2 separate regions of the Hordeum vulgare genome follow, and region 2 is linked to region 1. Evidence: chromatin contacts called from public Hi-C data. All regions are on one chromosome and are shown on one strand. The core of a region is the stretch at or near the end of the contact, and the rest is flanking DNA. Distances in the headings are between cores, read along the strand shown. Region 1 holds the start of LOC123441212 (probable inactive receptor-like protein kinase At3g56050). Region 2 has its middle 150 kb from the start of LOC123412440.

What was found. Hi-C and Micro-C count contacts between places; a contact is called where the count stands out from the background.
Region 2: a Hi-C map of leaf shows a contact between it and region 1, with 4 times the contacts expected there. The contact joins the enhancer-like site here to the promoter of LOC123441212 in region 1. A contact is called at or near these places in 2 of 6 Hi-C or Micro-C datasets (leaf and seedling).

What each region holds. Positions count from the first base shown.
Region 1 is chr1H:411,403,170-411,409,380 of MorexV3_pseudomolecules_assembly, reverse strand. LOC123441212 (probable inactive receptor-like protein kinase At3g56050) reads left to right here and starts at 3,954. Exons shown (of 6, transcript XM_045117708.1): 1 at 3,954-4,279; 2 at 4,463-4,505; 3 at 4,893-5,383; 4 at 5,472-5,662; 5 at 5,756-5,888; 6 at 5,988-6,211. The coding sequence starts at 4,183.
Region 2 is chr1H:411,935,155-411,941,365 of MorexV3_pseudomolecules_assembly, reverse strand. No RefSeq gene overlaps it. Among protein-coding and RNA genes, the nearest start is that of LOC123412440, 150 kb to the right of the region's middle. Within about 2 kb of position 2,610, at least 1 of the 3 cell types and tissues checked has open chromatin away from gene starts, as enhancers often do. A contact at or near this core is called in leaf, where this site is marked.

The sequences.
Region 1 (6,211 bases), core at 2,705-5,204:
GCTGACTAAACCTCTTCCACGGCCAAAACATGATCGACACCAGAACTGTATGGGTGTTAGATTCATTACAATGTAATTCACATGGTGATGTGAGGGCTAGATTATTGACTCTAGTGCAAGTGGGAGACTGTTGGAATTATGCCCTAGAGGCAATAATAAATATAGTTATTATTATAATTCCTGTATCAAGATAATAGTTTATTATCCATGCTATAATTGTATTGAATGAAGACTCATTTACATGTGTGGATACATAGATAAAACACAGTCCCTAGCATGCCTCTAGTTGGCTAGCCAGTTGATCGATGATAGTCAGTGTCTTCTGATTATGAACAAGGTGTTGTTGCTTGATAACTGGATCACGTCATTGGGAGAATCACGTGATGGACTAGACCCAAACTAATAGATGTAGCATGTTGATCGTGTCATTTTGTTGCTACTGTTTTCTGCGTGTCAAGTATTTATTCCTATGACCATGAGATCATATAACTCACTGACACCGGAGGAATGCTTTGTGTGTATCAAACGTCGCAACGTAACTAGGTGACTATAAAGATGCTCTACAGGTATCTCCGAAGGTGTTGGTTGAGTTAGTATGGATCAAGACTGGGATTTGTCACTCCGTGTGACGGAGAGGTATCTCGGGGCCCACTCGGTAATACAACATCACACACAAGCCTTGCAAGCAATGTAACTTAGTGTAAGTTGCGGGATCTTGTATTACGGAACGAGTAAAGAGACTTGCCGGTAAACGAGATTGAAATAGGTATGCGGATACTGACGATCGAATCTCGGGCAAGTAACATACCGAAGGACAAAGGGAATGACATACGGGGTTATACGAATCCTTGGCACTGAGGTTCAAACGATAAGATCTTCGTAGAATATGTAGGATCCAATATGGGCATCCAGGTCCCGTTGTTGGATATTGACCGAGGAGTCTCTCGGGTCATGTCTACATAGTTCTCGAACCCGTAGGGTCTGCACACTTAAGGTTCGACGTTGTTTTATGTGTATTTGAGTTATATGGTTGGTTACCGAATGTTGTTCGGAGTCCCGGATGAGATCACGGACGTCACGAGGGTTTCCGGAATGGTCCGGAAACGAAGATTGATATATAGGATGATCTCATTTGATTACCGGAAGATTTTCGGAGTTACCGGGAATGTGCCGGGAATGACGAATGGGTTCTGGGAGTTCACTGGGGGGCAACCCACCCCGGGGAAGCCCATAGGCCTTGGGGGAGACACACCAGCCCTTAGTGGGCTGGTGGGACAGCCCACAAGTGCCCTATGCGCCAAGGAGAAGAAAATCAAGAGAGAAAGAAAAAAAAAGGAGGAGGTGGGAAGGAAGGGGGACTCCCTCCCACCAAACCTAGTCCAACTCGGTTTGGGGGGGAGAGTCCTCCCCCTTGGACTCGGCCGACCCCCTTGGGGCTCCTTGAGCCCCAAGGCAAGGCCCCCTCCCTCCCACCTATATATACGGAGGTTTTAGGGCTGATTTGAGACGATTTTTCCACGGCAGCCCGACCACATAGCTCCACGGTTTTTCCTCTAGATCGCGTTTCTGCGGAGCTCAGGCGGAGCCCTGCTGAGACAAGGTCATCACCAACCTCCGGAGCGCCGTCACGCTGCCGGAGAACTCTTCTACCTCTCCGTCTCTCTTGCTGGATCAAGAAGGCTGAGATCATCGTCGAGTTGTACGTGTGTTGAACGTGGAGGTGCCGTCCGTTCGGTACTAGATCGTGGGACTGATCGCGGGATTGTTCGCCGGGCGGATCGAGGGACGTGAGTATGTTCCACTACATCAACCGCGTTCTCTAACGCTTCTGCTGTACGGTCTACAAGGGTACGTAGATCACTCATCCCCTCTCGTAGATGGACATCACCATGATAGGTCTTCGTGCGCGTAGGAAAAATTTTGTTTCCCATGCGACGTTCCCCCAACAGGTGATAGTTTTTTTTAAGTAGGACATACATTTTCTGATTTTTTTATTAAAAATATTGAAAAAATAATAATGAAACCACGGTAGGTGGTGCTCGGCCGACTTGGACGATTCTATTCTATTGACTACTCATAATGGAGAGTAACATAGAGTAGTAACATATATATGTCACTAGTCTAAGTTACTACATCCATAGTGGATAGTAACATAGGGGTAGTAACATTGAGCCTATCATTTATTAGGCTATAGACTCATCTTCCCTTGGTACCCGCTATGTTACTTATAAAGGTAGTAACATGCTAAGAGGGTGCTTGAATACGTTTTAGTCCCATGACTAAAAGTAGTGGGACTAATTTGCTAGCCTCACCCATGTTTGGATCCAAATACTAAAGAGACTAAAATCAAGTTAATGAGCATTTATTATCCTCCAAACCCTCCAATCCAGAACTCGCCTGTGTCAAAAAAGAGGAGTTAAATAAGGAAAAGGAGGACTAATCCACATTTTAGTAGGGGTGCCCCTCACTAAAAAAAATTAGTCTCAAGACTAGTTTTAGCCCATCTTTAGTCACGGGTGCTTGAAACTTTAGCCTCTTAAAGAGACTATTTTTAGTCAGACTAAAATAAGTCCCTTGGATCCAAGCACCCTCTAATTTACTCAGTTTATCTCTCTTCTTATTTATTAGTTGTCACATCATACTTTTTTGCTTAAGTGGTACTTATGTTATTACCTATGTTATTTTTATTGTGGGTAGTCTAAGATCGAGCGTGTGAGCCCGAACGCCCAGATCAGAGCATCCCCGCCGCGACAGACGACGCGTTTAGCTTTTGTTTTCACCTGGAGCCAGTGGCGGAGCTCCCCGGTGGGCAAGGTATGGCACTTGCCATACCTTGATTTGGAGCAAAAAAAATTAATACTGGTAATGCTAATAACTAATGACTCAATGTCTCAATTAACACAACCAAAAGAGGCGAGCCTGGATACTTGGTGCGTACCTGCCCCGTGCCCACCACATCGCTGGATGACTTAATGACTTGATGGTTTGTTATATTTTCTCTGTCACGGTTCAGAAGACACGGTTAAACTTGCGTGCGTTTTTAAAATAAACAAGGTTTAAGGTGCGAAAGCAATTATTCTTATTAATTAGTACTGGTACTACTCATGCATGTTTCATCCCAATTTGCTGCTCAAGCATTAGTACTAGTATTTTCTCAGTTGATTAGGCGCATTAGCATCTACACCTGCTACATCTCACAACCAATCGGTGACTACCTTGATCCCAGTGATTTTTCAAGCGTGCCCTCTAAACCGTGACAGAGAGAGTATTGAGCGAGAGATCTTCAAAAGTATTGAACTTGATAAAATTAAGTAAGATTTTCAGAATGAGGGTAGGGCATTTATATTACCTGGGTCTTCTAGACGTCATTGAAAGCTTCATTATCGGTATGTTTTAAGTTGTTTTTTATTCAAACATGTTTACATTTTTATTGTATTTGGTTTTTATTTGTAATGTGTATTGACTCTTTCGATTTGCACTAAAAGAATTATTTCCTTAAGACTTCGCCACACCTTAATTTTTTTTCGTCCTCCACCTCTGCCTGGAGCTGTCCAATGCGGTAGACTGGACTCCGAGACCGAGAGCGGGCACGCTCGTCGTAGGTCATACCGCTCTAAGAGCAAGTACAATAGAGCTAAGTCAGCTGGCTATAAGGAATAAACTAATATATTTTTGTTTAGTTAGAGAAAAGAGAAGAGGAGAGGGAAGGTAAACGCTGTAGCACGTGCTCCTAGGCATTTTGTAAGTATGAAAGATGGACCATATAATAAAGAAGTAGTACATTTTTGCAATGAACTATTGTATATATTGACTATAAATAGATTGTAAATGACATGACAATGGCTTATAGCCACTAGCTGGCTATACTGTTGCACTTGCTCTAATCCATCCGAAGAGGGCCAAGCAAGCAGGATTATATCGGGGCGCGCCGTGGGCGGCGTGGCATTCCGTGGTCACGCCTCCAACAAAACAACAAAGCCATCAACGCGACCCCCTCCCTCCTCTCCTTCCAGGTGGCCACCCATTAATCCTCCTGCTCCTTGCTCGGTTATCTGCCTCTTGACCCCGACCCTTCGCCCTCTCCTCCCTCCCTCGCGCCATCGCTCCACTATATTGTTGTGCACGCACGCTTAACCAGCCCAGGCCTCTCTCCCCGTTCCGTTACTCCGTCCGTGCCCGTCCATGGGGAGACTGTGCTGCCCGACGGCTGCGCTTCTGCTGCTGCTGCTCGTCTCCTTCGGTTTCAGCCTTGGCTCCTGCAGCTCCGACGCTCAGCAAGGTATGTCACTGTACCTCTGCTGCTGCCGCTGAATAACCGTTGCTGATATTTGATTCCTGTGTGTGTTCATGTCATAAGAGCAAGCTCCTTCCTTTCTTTCAGTTGAATTTTGCCACTTGCTTGTTTTCGTTTCTTTCAAGTTGAGATGTATAGTGATGACAAGTACGAACTCTCTCACTGTAGGAAGGGCGAACCACCGGGAGGAAGATGCACGGCCCGCAGATCGGTAAGATCTCTCTCACCATACTTTTCATGTTCAGTTTCAGGAATGCTCTGAATTTCAGTGTCACTATGAGAGAATAGGGTGTAACCTTTCTTCGATTAGGTGGAGTAGCTTGGAAACTTCTTCGTCTGCATGTTTCGTCATCGTGACATTCCACTCTTCATTTTTAAATTTGCAAGGAAACCGATAAAAAAAGCACATAAAATACTGCAAAAACATTCTTCGCGGCCATCTTCTTAGATTGCGTTGCATAGAGAGGTGGGAATGGGGTGTCGGCTGTCAGAGATGGACAGCTGAACCACCGAGCAACCCCGGTTGGTGCATGTCCCTTGTCCAATTGTTCCTCGCCTCTTGTGCTCACTCTCATCTGCCGACTCCAATCATTGTCAGGCGGGTAAACCAAGCGGTACACATCCGAGAAGCTCTACCACGACCGAACAGGTACAGGTCCAAGCAGTCGACGGCGTTCCCGCAGTGGCCACCCTGGCCATGGGCACCGATAACGACGCCGACAACAAGTTCACCGCCGTTGCAGGGTGCTGTCTCCCCGTCAAGCGCTCCCGCGCCGGCGCCGGCTGTCGCCAAGCCTCTGGCGGTGCCGCCTCGGCACGCCGACGAGCCCGCGCACAGCATCACGGTGCCACCGGCGCCAGCGACAGTGGTGACCCACGGCGCTGCGGCGGTCGGAGAAGCGTCGAGCGAGGCGGCGGGCCATGATCCTGCAAGGCGGCGTATGTATGTCATCGCCGGAGCAGGAGCTTCCCTCCTTGTGGCAATGTCGGCGGCACTGTTGGTCCTGTGCTACCGGTCCAGCAAGGTGGTCACCGTCAGGCCGTGGGCGACCGGCCTGAGCGGGCAGCTGCAGAAAGCGTTCGTGACAGGTTCACCCCGTCCCTGAAAACTGCGTCCCATCTCTACTGCTACATGGCTCCCTTCTTTTTCTTGGAAGTGATTGGGAGATGGCTGCAGGCGTGCCGGCGCTCAAGAGGTCGGAGCTCCAGGCCGCCTGCGAAGACTTCAGCAACGTCATCGGCTGCCTGTCGGATTACATGATGTACAAGGGGACGCTGTCGAGCGGCGTCGAGATCGCCGTCATATCGACGACCAAGAAGTCCGGCAAGGAGTGGTCCAAGCAGTGCGAAACCCAGTTCAGGAAAAAGGTGGGCTGCAAAGCTAGGACGAAACTGAACAAATCAGTTAGTATTACCCTGAAAATAAACTTACTACTAATGATGGCAATTGTGCTGTTTCAGATAACAAGCCTGTCCAGAGTTAACCACAAGAACTTTGTGAACCTGCTGGGCTACTGTCAGGAAGAGCAGCCATTCACGAGGATGATGGTGTTCGAGTATGCTCCCAACGGCACTCTCTACGAGCATCTCCATGGTAAAGCTAGTGGAGTTCCATCCATAAGAGACGATGTTTTTCATGAGCTGTGGCAGATTAACTAAGGAAACGATGGTGTTGCTTGCCGTGCACGTGCAGTGAGGGAGGACGGTCACCTGGACTGGCCGACGCGGCTGCGGGTGGCAGTCGGGGTCGCCTACTGCCTGGAGCACATGCACCAGCTGAGCCCGCCGGAGATCCTCAAGACGCTCGACACGTCCACCGTGTACCTCACAGACGACTTCGCGGCCAAGATCGCGGACGTCTTCTTCTGCTCCGACGAGGCGGCCTCGTCGACCAGGACGGAGATGGCGAGCCTGCAG
Region 2 (6,211 bases), core at 1,361-3,860, 530 kb before region 1:
AGCATCCGATCTTGTGAAGTTGATGGCTTGACGACATGAGGCCAGTAATTAATGCTTCCCCGTTCGGACCACGGTCGCCCTTTTTCTATAGCTCACCACCATGATCGCTTACACCAACAATCTTTTCTTTAGAACGCTCAGTATTTTATTTTATTTTGAGTACAACGGTCAGCTACAATCTGCAATCTTTAAATGAGGTTTGGTTTTCTAGAAGAATCTTGAAATGAGATAAATCGGGATTTTCATAGGTGGGACGAATCCATTTCACAGAAACAGGCGAGCAGGACTATGTTCTCGCTTTCTGCGAGACAGTAACTCCGCTCGGCTACAGGAGAGCCGGCAGTGGACCAGTCCAATAGCCTGCTTTCTTCGTTCGTTGTGATCACGTACTATATGTACATGCACATCTACATAGAATCCTCAAAAAATAAATCTACTTAGAAGCCAATTTCTCAAAAAAAAAATCTACAAAGGAGCCACGCACCTTTTCTTCTTTTTATTTTCTTTATATTTTAAAATATTATAAATAAATATACTTTTATTTTTTAAGTGTTCATCGCACATTTAAAAAGGTTTAAGAAGAGTAAAATAAAATTTCATGCATCTTTAAAAGTTCTTAGTACCAGTCCAAAAAGAATCTTTGTACAATGTTTCCTGCAATTTCAAATGTTTATACAATGTTTGCTACAATTCAAAAATATCTTCTTGAAGTTTGAAAATATATGTATTATAAATGTATTCAAATAATATAATTTTTTTCTAGAATTCAAACAATGATCAACATGTATTTCAAAAATATTTAACATTTATTCAAAACAATGTTCAAACATGTATTTGACAAATATTTATCATGTATTTAGAAATCGACTAAGCTAACGCACGATTCTTGAGCCGCTCAATCCGCTTCTGTTCTCGCGTGTACGATTCTTGAGTCGCTCAATCCACTTCTGCCCTCGCGTAAAAAGAGCTAAGAGGAAAATAGCCACTACTAGGGTTCAAACACACAACCTGTTGGTTGTGGCTATGACGCGCTACCAGATGAGATCAGTAACTGTTATGTTTCATGTACATATTAACTCATACTTGTACCTTAGTAAGTCATAGCGAGAAAGGAAGGCCACAGTGTCTTTGACGTGAGGACAAAACCATTTGCTCGAAGTTTTTTAATGGACTGATGCAACGTGTTTTGTACTCCACCTGTCTCTTTTTTCTAGTGATGAATATTTTTCTACATAAATAAATGTTTTGCTCCTATAAAATTCGAACATCAGTCTTTTTCTCGTGTGTCCTCCCTCGGTAAATTCTTTTAACGAGCCCGATAACTATACGCACCACAAACATGATAGTTTATATATAAATATCATGGTAGCATTTTTTACCCTAAAACAAACTAGTGTAAACATACCCTTGATATCTTTTTTATGAATAACATGGTAACTCACACATCGTATACCTGATAACTCACACACCCAGGCCCTGATAACTTTAGGGGTTGGGGAGTGTATGAATAGCATGGTAACTCGTAATTCGCAGAACTGATAACTTATGTACCCTGGTCCTGTTAACTTTGACGACGGGGGCAGGGGCTGTGAGTTGATGAAATATCACCTCATTAACTTTTATGTGACTGATAACTCACAAATCAAGACCTGATAACTTATGTACCCCGGTCCAGGTAACATCGGCCAAGAGGGTGCGGGTGGGGAGTTGTTGAAACATATCATGTTAAATTCTGTGCAAATAACATGGTATTTTACATCCCGAAGATATGATAACTTATGTACACCCCATAGTAACTTTGACCCGATTTGCACTATAGAAAATTTTGAAGTTTCGAAATAGGAAAGAATCTAAATAGTGAGAATGTACAATGACATCATCTTTTTTGTGCTCTAGCACATTTGCCCATGGAGAGAATGTTGGAGGAGCCATTTTTATGCCCCGGTAATTTGTATGTAAACAAGATGCTAACTAACACACCACAGACGTGATAACTTATTTTGCCTAGGTCTGATAACTTTTGACCTGAGAAAAAAAGTCTGATCTAGTTCTGAAGGTCTCGTCGCAATGAATCTTTTATGTAAAAGCGATTTTATAATCGGACAAACGGTTTGAGCTACAAAATATTTTGAAATTTTATTTTTAGATGAAATCTTTGCTGGCATCAGCTTTTATTTTTTCCGCATGCAGCTAACGTTCGAAGCCTACATGCCCGTTGAGAAAGTCCATGCATGCGCGATTAATAAGCGATTAGAGGAGGTGTTCAGATCTATTGCTTAACTTTCAAACAGTCAGAAGTTAGCAAAGATCTTTAGAAATATTCAACATGTTGATACATGTTACACATGTATAGAAAAACTAAAACGTGTATTAAACATTAGACATGTATTTGAACAAAAGGAAACAATAAAAACAAAAATAAAATGCACAAAATGTAAAAACAATGTAAAAGGATAAAAAGAAAAATTGCAACGAACATTCCCAAAACATGTCAAAAATTGATGGTATTTTGCATGAACTGGTCACAACACCGCTCCATGTATGTGTCAATTTGGCCGGCCCATCTTGCTGCTCACCTACATCCAGGAAGGAACTCGGTCTCGGCAAACCCTATTTAATGCCACAAGCGCCGGTTAAAGGCAAAATGTGCTAATCGGCGCCTGCAGCGCTCCGCAATGGGCCGTCCCATCTAAAAGTTTTTCATGAACTCTTTTAGCCCGTGAACTGTTTTAACCCGTGAACATTTTTTGAAATCGGTGAACTTTTTTGAAAATCGTTGAACTTTTTTTTTGAATCGATGAACTTTTTTGAAAAGTGATAAACATAATTTAAAATTGATGAACTTTTGTTGAAATCAGTGAACTATTTTAAAACTTTATGACCTTTTTTCAAAATTGGTGAACTTTTTTTCGAATTCTGTGAACTTTTCGAAAATTCATGAACATATTTCCAAAAATCGGTGAACTTTTTTCCATAATCACTGAATCTTTTTCACAAATCTGAACTTTTTGAAAATTCTATGAACTTTTTATCAATTTTTCAATAACCAACGAATTTAATATGGGCCGCCCCGCGAAGAAGGCCGCTGCAGGCGCCCGTTCCCCTAGTGGCGCGTCAAGCGCCACATAGAAGTCCCCTCGGTCTCGCGATTGTCAAGATATAGCTCCCGCACCTCCAGGCCATATTGTATGCAATAGCCTACCACCACCCATGGCAAGGGTGGACCCAAGATCAATTTTTAGAGGGGTAAAGATGTACTAAATGGATTGCTAAGTGGGGATAAATCATTATTTAGCTTTGCATATTAAAAGTGCGCTAAAATTTTTGTGGGGGCAGCACTGGATTCGCCCCTGACCCAGACGAGACTAGTTTGCGCTAGCATATGTAGCAAACACAAGTGCACAACAAGCAATTAAACCATCAGCCGTCGTGCCTCCTCAACATCTTAAGCACTAATTGGCGAATTGGTGCTCGGAGAAACGCGCTCATGCGCATGCCAGGCTATTGCCCATTAAGGTTAGCCCACCTCCTCGCTTAGTTTTCTCACAAGTTCGCTCATTTTCAAGAAAAAAATCAGTATTCAGATTTAAAAAAACATTTATTTCACACAAAAAAATCAAGAATTTGAAAAAAAAATGTGAGTTTAATAAATGTTTCAGAAGTTCGCTTAGTTTTCTCACAAGTTCGCTCATTTTCAGTTTCTATATATTGGGTCGCGCTATTCGTCACCCTGCGTGAGGAATAGTTATTCTTCACCCCCTCTATTTTAACATCAATGCACCGTAATTTTACGTTCCGTAAATTTTGTCTTATTTTATACGTAAAAAGATATCATAAAAATATAATTAATGTAAAAATATTTTATGTCATGTAAAATTACGACCATACAAAAATAGTGCAAAAAATACAACAAACTCAATTTTTTTGGTCTTGTGACCTATATTTTTGTTTTCTTTTGTCAAATTTTACGTAGTGATTCAATATAAATGTAAATATTTGTATTTCAAATATAATTTATTTGTAAATTGATCATAAGATTATCTCGGGTGAAGAATAAACTATTTTGCACCCTGGGTGATGAATAGAGTTTCTATATATTTATATATATATATATATATAAAGTCTATTCACCATCCAGGATGCAGAATAAGTTATTCTTCATCCGAGGTAATTTTACGATTGTTTCATAAATAAATTAATTTTGAAATGCAAAAAGTTACATTTATATTGATTCACCATGTAAAGTGTGACATAAGAAAACAAAAATATAGGTCATAACACCAGAAAAATGGTGTTATATATATTTTTACACTATGTTTTTGTGTTTATAATTTTACGCGACACAAATTATTTTTTAGGGTGACTATATATTTCTTACGGTATGTTTTTATGTATGAAATAAGATAACATTGACGAAACGTAAATTACGATGCATTGATATGAAAATAGAGGGGGCAAAGAATAACCAATCCTCATTCAGGATGACGAATAGTCAATCAATATGATATAGAAAGTCTATTAACAATCCTGGGTGAGGAATAAGTAATTCCTCACCCAAGTCAATCGACCGAGGGAGCGGCCCTGCATAATATTCGCGAGTGTAAAATTAGGTTTGCCCACTGTAAAATTATGTCAGATGGAAACGGTTGGGCTTTGGCTGGTCGCTAGGAGCTAGCCCACTCACCCCGTAGGCCCGTACACGAACCTTTTCATGTGAGCGGTTTTCACGGGCTCGGACATGTGTTCCTCTCACCCCGACCCATCTCCTCTTTAGAAATTGCGGCGGCGGCGATAGCAGCGGCGCCGGAGGGACCAACGGGAGGCGAGGGTAGGGCTACTCCCCTCTCTCCCTCGTGAAGTACCCCCCGCCCCCCTCGCCTCTCTGATGCGGTGGCGACCAGGAGGAGCTGTAGACGGTGCCATGATACGCGCGAGCACGGCGACGACAATGTCCTTCTCCGTCATCACTCTCCACCGTCGGCTTTCTTCTTGCCTGTAAGATCTCCCTCACCTTCCTCCTCCTTCACGAATTTCAGTATTTCTAGGGCTAGGTTCTTGGTTTTTGGGAGCGAGGCAGAAGAAGAGAAATAAGACAAAGGAAAATAAACAGGAGAGGAGCTTGCATACTGAAGGGCGATGTAGGTTGATGGTGGAGACTGTTGCTCTGCGGTGAGATCAATTCAAGGAGGAGGTGGATATCATGGTATATGATGAGAAGAAGGCCATGTGGATGGTGGAGAGAAAGAGGAGGAGCTCACGGCTACATAGGAGGAACAACAGTAAAATATCTTCTTAGATCCCGCCAACGGCGATGGCCCTGTTTCTATTCTGTTATAGATAAACTGAACTAGACCGGAGCTCCATAGTTTTGATTGAACTGGAGTGTCACGTAGTATTGAACAATACCATGTTTGGCCATTTAAACTTAGAAATGTAGTTGGGATGTTGCTACTGTATTAGGATGGTTATCCCATCATTGTGAATCTGCACTGTTGCAGAAGACAGAAACGGAATTCATAAAGGGTAAAGTACAGGAAAATGCGAAAAAACGAGCCTCGTAGCAAAGAATCACGCCCCAAGAAGAAGCACAAATCATTCAGGCCAAGTAACCGTGATCTTAATGCATAATGTCACTGACTTGATGATAAGGAGTATAAGGTTTTGTTAGTTTTTGAGTTAGTCAAACCACTGCCATCGGGGCTGATCATACTCTCAATATATTGAAATTTAAACCAGTCAAGTACGTGATCTTGCTAAAGGACGCAAATGTGTCTTTTCTAAAACTTCAAGTCGTCTTGATAAAAGCTCGGATTTTCACTTTGACCTGCAGTTGTTGAGGATCTCTGTGTGGAAGACTCCAGAACTATCTCTAGGTGCAAACCTCAACAGTAATGAGACATGGTAGCAATTAGCAAAAAGTGCAAGATGTAGGATCAGGTTTCCTTTTCCATTAATTGTACATTTGTTTCTCTTCGTCACCTATTTGAAAGCACACAGTACACTAATTTTTCTCAGGTTTGGTTCTCATACTTTTACATTGCTTAATACGAGGATAAATGGCTAAGCACCTATTTATTTCTAGGTTTGATATGTTGGTACATGCTGAGGAGAACGACATCGTTGAGTCTGCTCCTATTTTACGTCGATGCAAAGAAACAATGCAATCTATGTCGCGTGTAAGTTTGTAAAATGTATTAGTTGGACACGCTCC